2 separate regions of the Mus musculus genome follow, and region 1 is linked to region 2. A link is a contact called in public promoter capture Hi-C data. All regions are on one chromosome and are shown on one strand. The core of a region is the stretch at or near the end of the contact, and the rest is flanking DNA. Distances in the headings are between cores, read along the strand shown.

Region 1 (3,741 bases), core at 621-3,120, 130 kb after region 2:
GGCATAGGAAGACTGTCAGTGAGCTGGCTGGCCCACAAGTGACCCATAACTAATGCATCTCAGATTTGTGCCTTCAAATCTGGGGTTGTGGACAACTTGTCTGCAGACTCTCATCTGTCATTATCAAGGTCCACACTAGCTCCCCTTTACCCACAAGTTTCCAGGTGATCTTGAGTTTAGTCTGGGGAATCTCTTGTGGCTTAGGAAAGGCCCTAGAGCAGGCACACAAAGGCTGCAAATAACTGTGATAGGATGCTAATGTTCTCTGAAACTGTCCATCACACCTCCAACTAAGATAGTGGCCATGTCTTGTGTTGTTGATCTGATATGGAAAGAGCAATGAACGAAAGAACTAAAGACTTCTAAGTGCTTTGCAAGGATGGAGTGCCAGGGGGAAAGGTGGAATCCTCGACTGATATCCAGTAACACCCAAAGCTGATAGGCCATGATGAGGAACTGTAAGCCAAATAAATACTTACCTCCCCAACTTGCTGTTGGCCATGACACTTTATCTCATCAATGGTAACCTTGACTAAGACCAGAGGAATCTACGACCGGTGACAGTGAACATCTTGATTAAGACTAGAGGAATCCACTACCGATGCCTGTGAACAACCTAACTGAGATTCTCTACAAATGGCAGTAACTTACTACTTAATGTTCTCTGAGTCAGTTTAGTAAAGCCACTTGTACTCATTGATACCAGGAATTTCTATGCCAGTTGGAAAAAGGATAGCCTACCTCTCTTCTCGTTGTTTTTCTAGCTGAACCTGCGCACTGCGCTGCTCATTTGAGAAAGAAGTCAGGTACCCACTCATGTCTCCTTGCCACACATGCACTTCTACCATGCTCTCATCTGCCTCTGATCCCACCACGCAAAACAGATGACAATGACTTTGGCTCTTCGCTTGTAATCAGCCATACTTTCCCATCAAGCATCTTTGAGCTCAGTACTGTCCCAGAATTTTGAGGGAAACAGATGCCATGGTGATGAGTTGAAGGGGAAAAATGGCAGAAATTAGTCTGTAAAGTACTCTCTGGGAATCAGCTCTGTGGGGAAGGTACTTGCTGTATAAGCACAAAGACCTGAGTTCGAATCTCTGTAACCTTCATAGAAAACTGGGTGTAGCTCCAGCTCTGGTAGATGGAGCCAGAAGGATCCTGTGAGATCTCTGGACAGCCAGTCTAGACAAATAGTGAACTCCAGGTTCAGGGGGACACTCAATCTAAAATAATAAAGTAGAAAATGACAGAGGAGAACATCTGACCTTGATCTCTGGTCTCTGAATGCATACATGCAAGAAAGCATGTATGCACTCATGTGTACACATGACTGTGCCACGTACACCCAGAAAAAGAGAAAATGAAGCAGAAGAAAATAGAAAGGAGGGTGGAAACGACACATTTAGGGATTGAGAGAAATCAGAAGACAGGAAGACACATCCTAATTTAATATCTGACAGATGTTGCAGTAATACTCATAAAGACTAGGTCAGCACTGGTTTTAGAGTAAATCAAAGAAAAGATCAAGTCAGGCCTGGCTTCTAGGATGTGAGACCTGTAACCTGTACCACTGAGGGGGCACTGGGCCTGGATTACTAATGTGGAGCTGCTGTCCTGGGGTTCTTAATAATTGTTAACAAAGGGTCCCATGCTTTCCTTTCCATTTCTGATCCTGACAGAAAGGATGGAAATCATGGGATAAGACCTTTCTTGTACACATGTCATGACTCGGAGGGAGTGGACTTGAAGGGAGTGGTATTCTCCACATACCCCCTCCCTGTTTCTCACGGATTCATTGCCAGCTACCTCTCTTGGTTTACAGATGCTAGCCGTGTTGGGTGGAGGAAGGAATGGGTAACCTGGTGGTGAGTGCTGACAGCAGGAAGCCACAGTAAATTAGGCTCTAAGTGGATGAGACTCTAACCTCCTTCCACCCACTTCCTCGTTTGCAGAAGCAGGAAATGACATTTCAAAGGACAACCAAGGAAAATTCTTCAAAATAAGTCTCCCTTAGATAAAGTCTAACTTCCTTGCAAAGAAAATGCTTGAGTCCCCTTAGGCAGGGCAGGGCCCAGGAGAGGTCGCACAGGTCACCGGGGAGTCCCCAGGGACAATTGTGGAAATGGCTGTCGCCAGTTCCCTAAGTTCTGACTCTGAGCATTGGCTCTTATCTGTCATCAAACCTGCCCAAACTTCCTGTCCTTAAATAGAGTCATTACAAACGTCACCAGCAGCTTTCCTTAGGAAAAAAAAAAAAAACCCAAAAACCAAAAAACCAAAAACAAACAAACAAACAAACAAAAAACACCAAAAAACCCAAAACCGGAGTTCTGTCATCAGAACCTCAGCTGTCCGAATTGAAACCCTCTAGGTGGCTGTCAGTTCACACCTGCTGTCCAGCTGCATGCTCTCAGCTCGCTGTCTAGCACCCAGGCATTGCCTTCTGTCTTGCCTTCCAGTCCTGAGGCTGCTTGCTACGGTGGCACGTGGGTGGACTCAGCAGTACCTACAAAGCAAGGGAGGGGCACGGGGCCTCTCTCTTTCTGTAGCTGCTCATGTGTGTCTCATACACCACAGTGCAGTCCCAGAGTCTGAGAGACAGAGTCCAGGGACGCAGAGTCCTTTAAACACATTACGTGTGTGCTCAAGCGCCTTTTCCTTTGCAAAGCTTACAGCATCTATTCTCTAAAATGTTTCCTTGCTAAGGTTGACCTGAACCTTATAAAATTCCTATCTGTATTTAAATCTCTTTCCTTGCTGATTGGTGTTAGGAAGAAGCGAATCAAGCACAATCAGACGTGTATACAGAGCTGGATCTATGTAAACACCTGTTTGACTATAACTCATGCCTGTGTCTAGACTAGCCCTCTGCTAAGACCTTCTCCTTTCAGTGGGAACTGCAAACTGTGATGGCCTCCATGGGAGAAGAGCATATGTTACTTGGACACCGTCCTAATCAGAAAAGTCTCCCAATGAACGGAGAGCAAAGCTTGCCTACGTTTCTAGCAACAGGACATGATTCAGGCTCTAAACCACTGAAATCTATTTGTAAGCAAGCAGGACTTCTTTCTGACATCACTGAGATGCTTAAAAGTGTGCCTGACAAAATGTGAATGATGAGAAGTCAGAAAAAAAAATGGATTTCTTTATAAAATGGGCCCCAAAGATGTCAAAACCCCATTAATTTAAAAGGATCCGGTGTCATGTGTTCTCTCTCACGGCCCTTTAGCAAGGGAAAAATGAGTGTCTGTACTGGTAAAGTATAACTCCGTTAAGTATTGACAGAGAATGTCCGTCTTGAAGTTCTCATTCAGATCTGCTCTCCGAGATGATGAATGTGGCTTTCCTGGTATTTAAAATGAGATTCAAACCACCTACCAATCTCAGGAATTTCTTGTCAGCACTCACACACTCCTTTCCTTGTCTGCAGGCTCTCCCCCAGTGGAGAGGTGTCTAGGAAGTCGATTAATGCGCACCCTCATAACCCCATAAGTGGTTGCCAGCCCCAGGAAGATGGACAATTGGGCTCTTCGCCAGATCAAAGACTTCCCATTAGGTAGTCAGGAAATGTGAAGCTTCCAGCAGCTCGCAGGCTCTAGCAACATGAAATCAGCACCACTCAGATAAATGTGGGAAACTGCTGAAAAACACGCTTTCTGTTTTTTTCAATTCCGTGTTCCATGGAAAAGGAGAATATTAAAGTGGTTGTAACATGCCAGTCATCAAGTTGCGACTACA
Region 2 (3,777 bases), core at 739-3,238:
ATGATTTATCAAATAAAATAAAGCTTAGAAAGCTGCTGGCACAGAGGGCAAAGAGTGCTTTCCCAAAATCTTCCTCTCCCTCTCCTGCATAGCAACAGAACCCTTGATTTTTAGTGAGACGCACTGATCCCCCAAATGAGGGCTAGGATGCAGATGTGACGGTGGGCCATCATGGACCGCGTGAAATCGGAAGAGAGCCGAAGCCAGGGACCTTTGCTGTTCCTCAGAGTGGAGCTACCATATTCACTTGAGACTTTGAAGTGAAAAGAAATAAACTTTCTGTGTTTCTAAACAATTATCATGATGTCCAACTGACTAGGGCTTGTGTGTCACAGCTACAATGCTAGCTTAAACCATTCGGTGGCTACGAAACAAACGTGGCCACCCAGAAAGCAGAACAGTTAGGACCTCCTCCCGGACTGCCTAACAGGAAGGAGTTCACTACTGTGATCCTGGGGTACATGAGGAGCCTCCTCCTGGTCATCTTGACTTCCTCTGCAGGCTGTGGAGAGAAAATGGCTCTAGAAACTCAGAGATAATCCTTAGCCGAAACTCAGAGATAATCCTCATCCGATGGCCGGCACGGTGAGCACTGCCTTGCTTGCTTGCTCGGGGCCACACAGTTCATATGAGCAGTCTCAGGTCATAAAGTCATCTTATTACTCTAGGAATCCTAAGTCCCACATCTCTGTGTCTGAGTATTTTATAGCTCAGTGGTTGGCTTGGCTGCCTCTAGGTCTGCATAAGTGGCTCAGAATCCCTCCCTTCCTTGAAAATGCTTGGGAATGTTTAATTCTCTATGCTAACAAGTAAGCAAAGAATTATTTCTTTTCATTAAAAAAAAAATCACCAAACTGACACCATAGCAGGGATGTTCATGTCCTACCTTTGGTATAGGGGGGAGAAACCACTGAGAAACCATTTTTACCCATGGGTGCAGTGTCTTTGAGGAGTGTGTGTTTATATCTGTTTCCTCAGTCTAAAACAGTAGGATCTAACCAGCCAACACTGTGCACCTAATTGTAAACTCATAGAGAATGAGGTTTAGCCTGAGCCAATGCACAGTAGGGTGTTTCAAATTCTTTGGAGCCCATGCACAGTAGGGTGTTTCAAATTCTTCTGCAGATGTATACACTAGCTTGATTCCAAGCAACAACGAGAATTTCAGGTCTCTGATAAGAACTCTCTAGTACTTTCTGACTTACAAGAAGACTCATGCACCAGGACCATCCATCTGCCTAGAGACGAATAAAGCAGGATGAGCCCCCAATTTTTTGTTGAGGAAACAGATTCACACAGAAGATGAGGAACAAAGGGAACTGGGTATTGACCCTAAAGATCTCCTAAGTTCCAAAGCCAGAGACACGCTTGCACTGTAAAACCTAATTTTGGGCAAATGTATACATCCTGGGAACTGAAGCTCTACCATTCCCCGTCTCCAGGATGCACACAGGCCAGGGATTTGGAGAAACTGTGGCATTCCATTGACATGGACTGTGTAGCTAAAGAAAGGCTTTGGCAGGGCCTGCTTTATTGCTTCACAGGAGATAAGAAAACAAATTTCGAAGTACCTTTGCCAGACTCCCTCTTCTCTGGGTGGGGGTGGGGTAGATAGAGGAGAAGGGGCTGGAAAATATGGAATATGAAAGTGCCAGCTTCCCATTTGTTCCCAGCATTTCATTGTTGTTATTGTTATTGTTGTCGTTATGGTGATCTCCAAGTCTCCAAGTCCCCTCTCTGAACTTGAGTGAACTTTATGAGACTAAGTAATACACTCTTAGATTAATACCCTACAATAAAGATCGGCTGTAGTGCTGCCTCTTTACCTACATGCACTCCAGTCGGCCCTGGCAGATAAACATTTCAAAGGCATCCTGGGGCAGTCTAGCTAGCTGCACAAACCTTACAAAACAACGAGAAACACAGAAGTCACTCTTGAGCGTTCGTGCGTTTTAACAACAGGCAGCGGAGGGACAGAAACACAAGGCATAAAAGCCAACTGCTGCTGTGAGCCCCAGCACAAATACCATTCAGCTCCACAAAAGAGAGCTGACAGCAAAAGACGGAGCCAATTTGAACCAAATGTTTCAAAACTCCATTCTGTGTAACTACCTTTGTAACATGGCAGCATACACAGAAGTTATTTGCCTTATTAGTACAAATGCAAATTTCATTTTAGGAAAAAAAAACATTGTAGTTAAGGTTATAATACTGCACGTACCATTTTTTCAAAGTTTACTAGATTGTCAATGAACGTCTTGTTCCCCTCATGAGTAAATGTCATATCTGTAAAGAAATAAAAGCCACATTCTAGTCACTAACAGAAATATGTCACACTAAGAAAGTACAATAGCACCATTAGCATATGCAGGTAGATTTGCATAACATTGTAGTTGGAAAAGCTGATAATAGTTTCTTTTATGTTAGGTGTTTAACTTTCCAAATCACTTTACCTGAGGTTAGTAAAATCTCTACCCGTAAACCCTTTTCACTCCAAAAGCTTCAAAATCATGGGCTTTTCATATCGCTGTGTTCCCACCTTCCCACTCCTTTAAGAGACTGGGGCCCAAGAGCAGGAGCCCAGGGAGATGGAAAGACAGAGAACCTTCTGGTGCGTGCCCCTCCCGCCTGGCCTGGCCCCTCCCACCTGGCCTGGCCCCTCCCACCTGGCCTGGCTGTGCCTTCGGATTACCTTTAATAAGCAAGGGCATGAAAGGGATGAGAGGGGGCTCCAGCTTGGCTGCTGTCAGCCTGTATGCCCTGTGGTTTCTGGAAGGATCCTTGGGAGAAAACAAAAGTGTTGAGTGACGAGTGATACATGCCACGCCCCCTTTTTAACCTCCGCAGCACACAAAGCATCCCACAGCTGTGTGTCTTTGGGGATGAGATACTCTGGGAGAAAGGCAGATTTAAACAGGTTTGGTTTGTTTTAAAAACAACTTCACATGCTTGTGAGACAATACTGTGCTGTTTATTTCTGTTCTGGTTTGAAGGCACCCACAGGCGCCAAGGGGAGGCATCCCTCTGAATACAAAAAAAAACAGTGTAAAACAAACCTGGACAGATCCCCGACTCAACGATGCCCCACCTCCTTCCCAAAGCTCGGCTCCCTACCCCATGCTCTGGCATAGCCAGTCCTAACTTGCCCCCTGAACCGTTCCTTGCCCGGCAGCAAGACCCAGTCACCACTTTCCTGTCTGGTAACACCTCCCAGACAACGGGGAGACATAATTTTGGCAAGCCAAGAAACATAGCTCCAACCCATAGCCACCTGAGCGGTGTTAGGTGGGACCCCATCACACTGCTTTGCTAACTTACACAAATTGACCTTATGTGGGACATAAGTCCTCTTTAAGTTAGTTCCTGAGGGGGCCATTCATTAGTCAGACATGCTTGTTTTAGCAGCACTAAAAGGGATCATAAACTTCTTAAAGTCATACAAGGACGGATAAAATTTCTGCAATGAGAACTTGAGCTAATCAGAAATTGGATTAATGCGGACAGTGAGCAGAGTAAAAGAAGCTACTGTCACTTACCATCAAGCTCTCAAACTCCGCATAGAACTTCTTAAACTTGCTCGGCAGTTTCTGTTAATAAAATGGAAATGACACACGCATCTGTCAGAGTCTATATCTAGATATGGAGTGTGTGCTACTGTTTCTAAGGGAAATGCATTTCCTCTGGCTGTCCTGGAACTCACTCTGTAGACCAGGGTGGCCTCGAACTCAGAAATCTGCCTGCCTCTACCTCCCAGGTGCTAGGATTAAAGGCGTGCGC

What was found. Capture Hi-C pulls out chosen DNA fragments and counts their contacts.
Region 1: a promoter capture Hi-C map of adipose tissue shows a contact between it and region 2. The contact joins two enhancer-like sites. A contact is called at or near these places in 6 of 39 promoter capture datasets (embryonic stem cells, liver, neutrophils and 2 more), 1 of 115 datasets of contacts at active chromatin or transcription factors (bone marrow-derived macrophages) and 1 of 9 other capture datasets (adipose tissue).

The regions. Positions count from the first base shown.
Region 1 is chr2:72,116,075-72,119,815 of GRCm38.p6, reverse strand. All of the region lies in intron 4 of Rapgef4 (Rap guanine nucleotide exchange factor (GEF) 4), which reads right to left. Among named protein-coding and RNA genes, the nearest start is that of Gm29940, 63 kb to the right of the region's middle. Within about 2 kb of position 1,870, at least 82 of the 459 cell types and tissues checked have an H3K27ac peak or open chromatin away from gene starts, as enhancers often do. A contact at or near this core is called in adipose tissue, where this site is marked.
Region 2 is chr2:72,241,237-72,245,013 of GRCm38.p6, reverse strand. It overlaps Rapgef4 (Rap guanine nucleotide exchange factor (GEF) 4), which reads right to left. Exons shown (of 31, transcript NM_001204165.1): 27 at 3,537-3,587; 28 at 2,693-2,780; 29 at 2,222-2,286. Among named protein-coding and RNA genes, the nearest start is that of Map3k20, 43 kb to the left of the region's middle. Within about 2 kb of position 1,988, at least 23 of the 459 cell types and tissues checked have an H3K27ac peak or open chromatin away from gene starts, as enhancers often do. A contact at or near this core is called in adipose tissue, where this site is marked.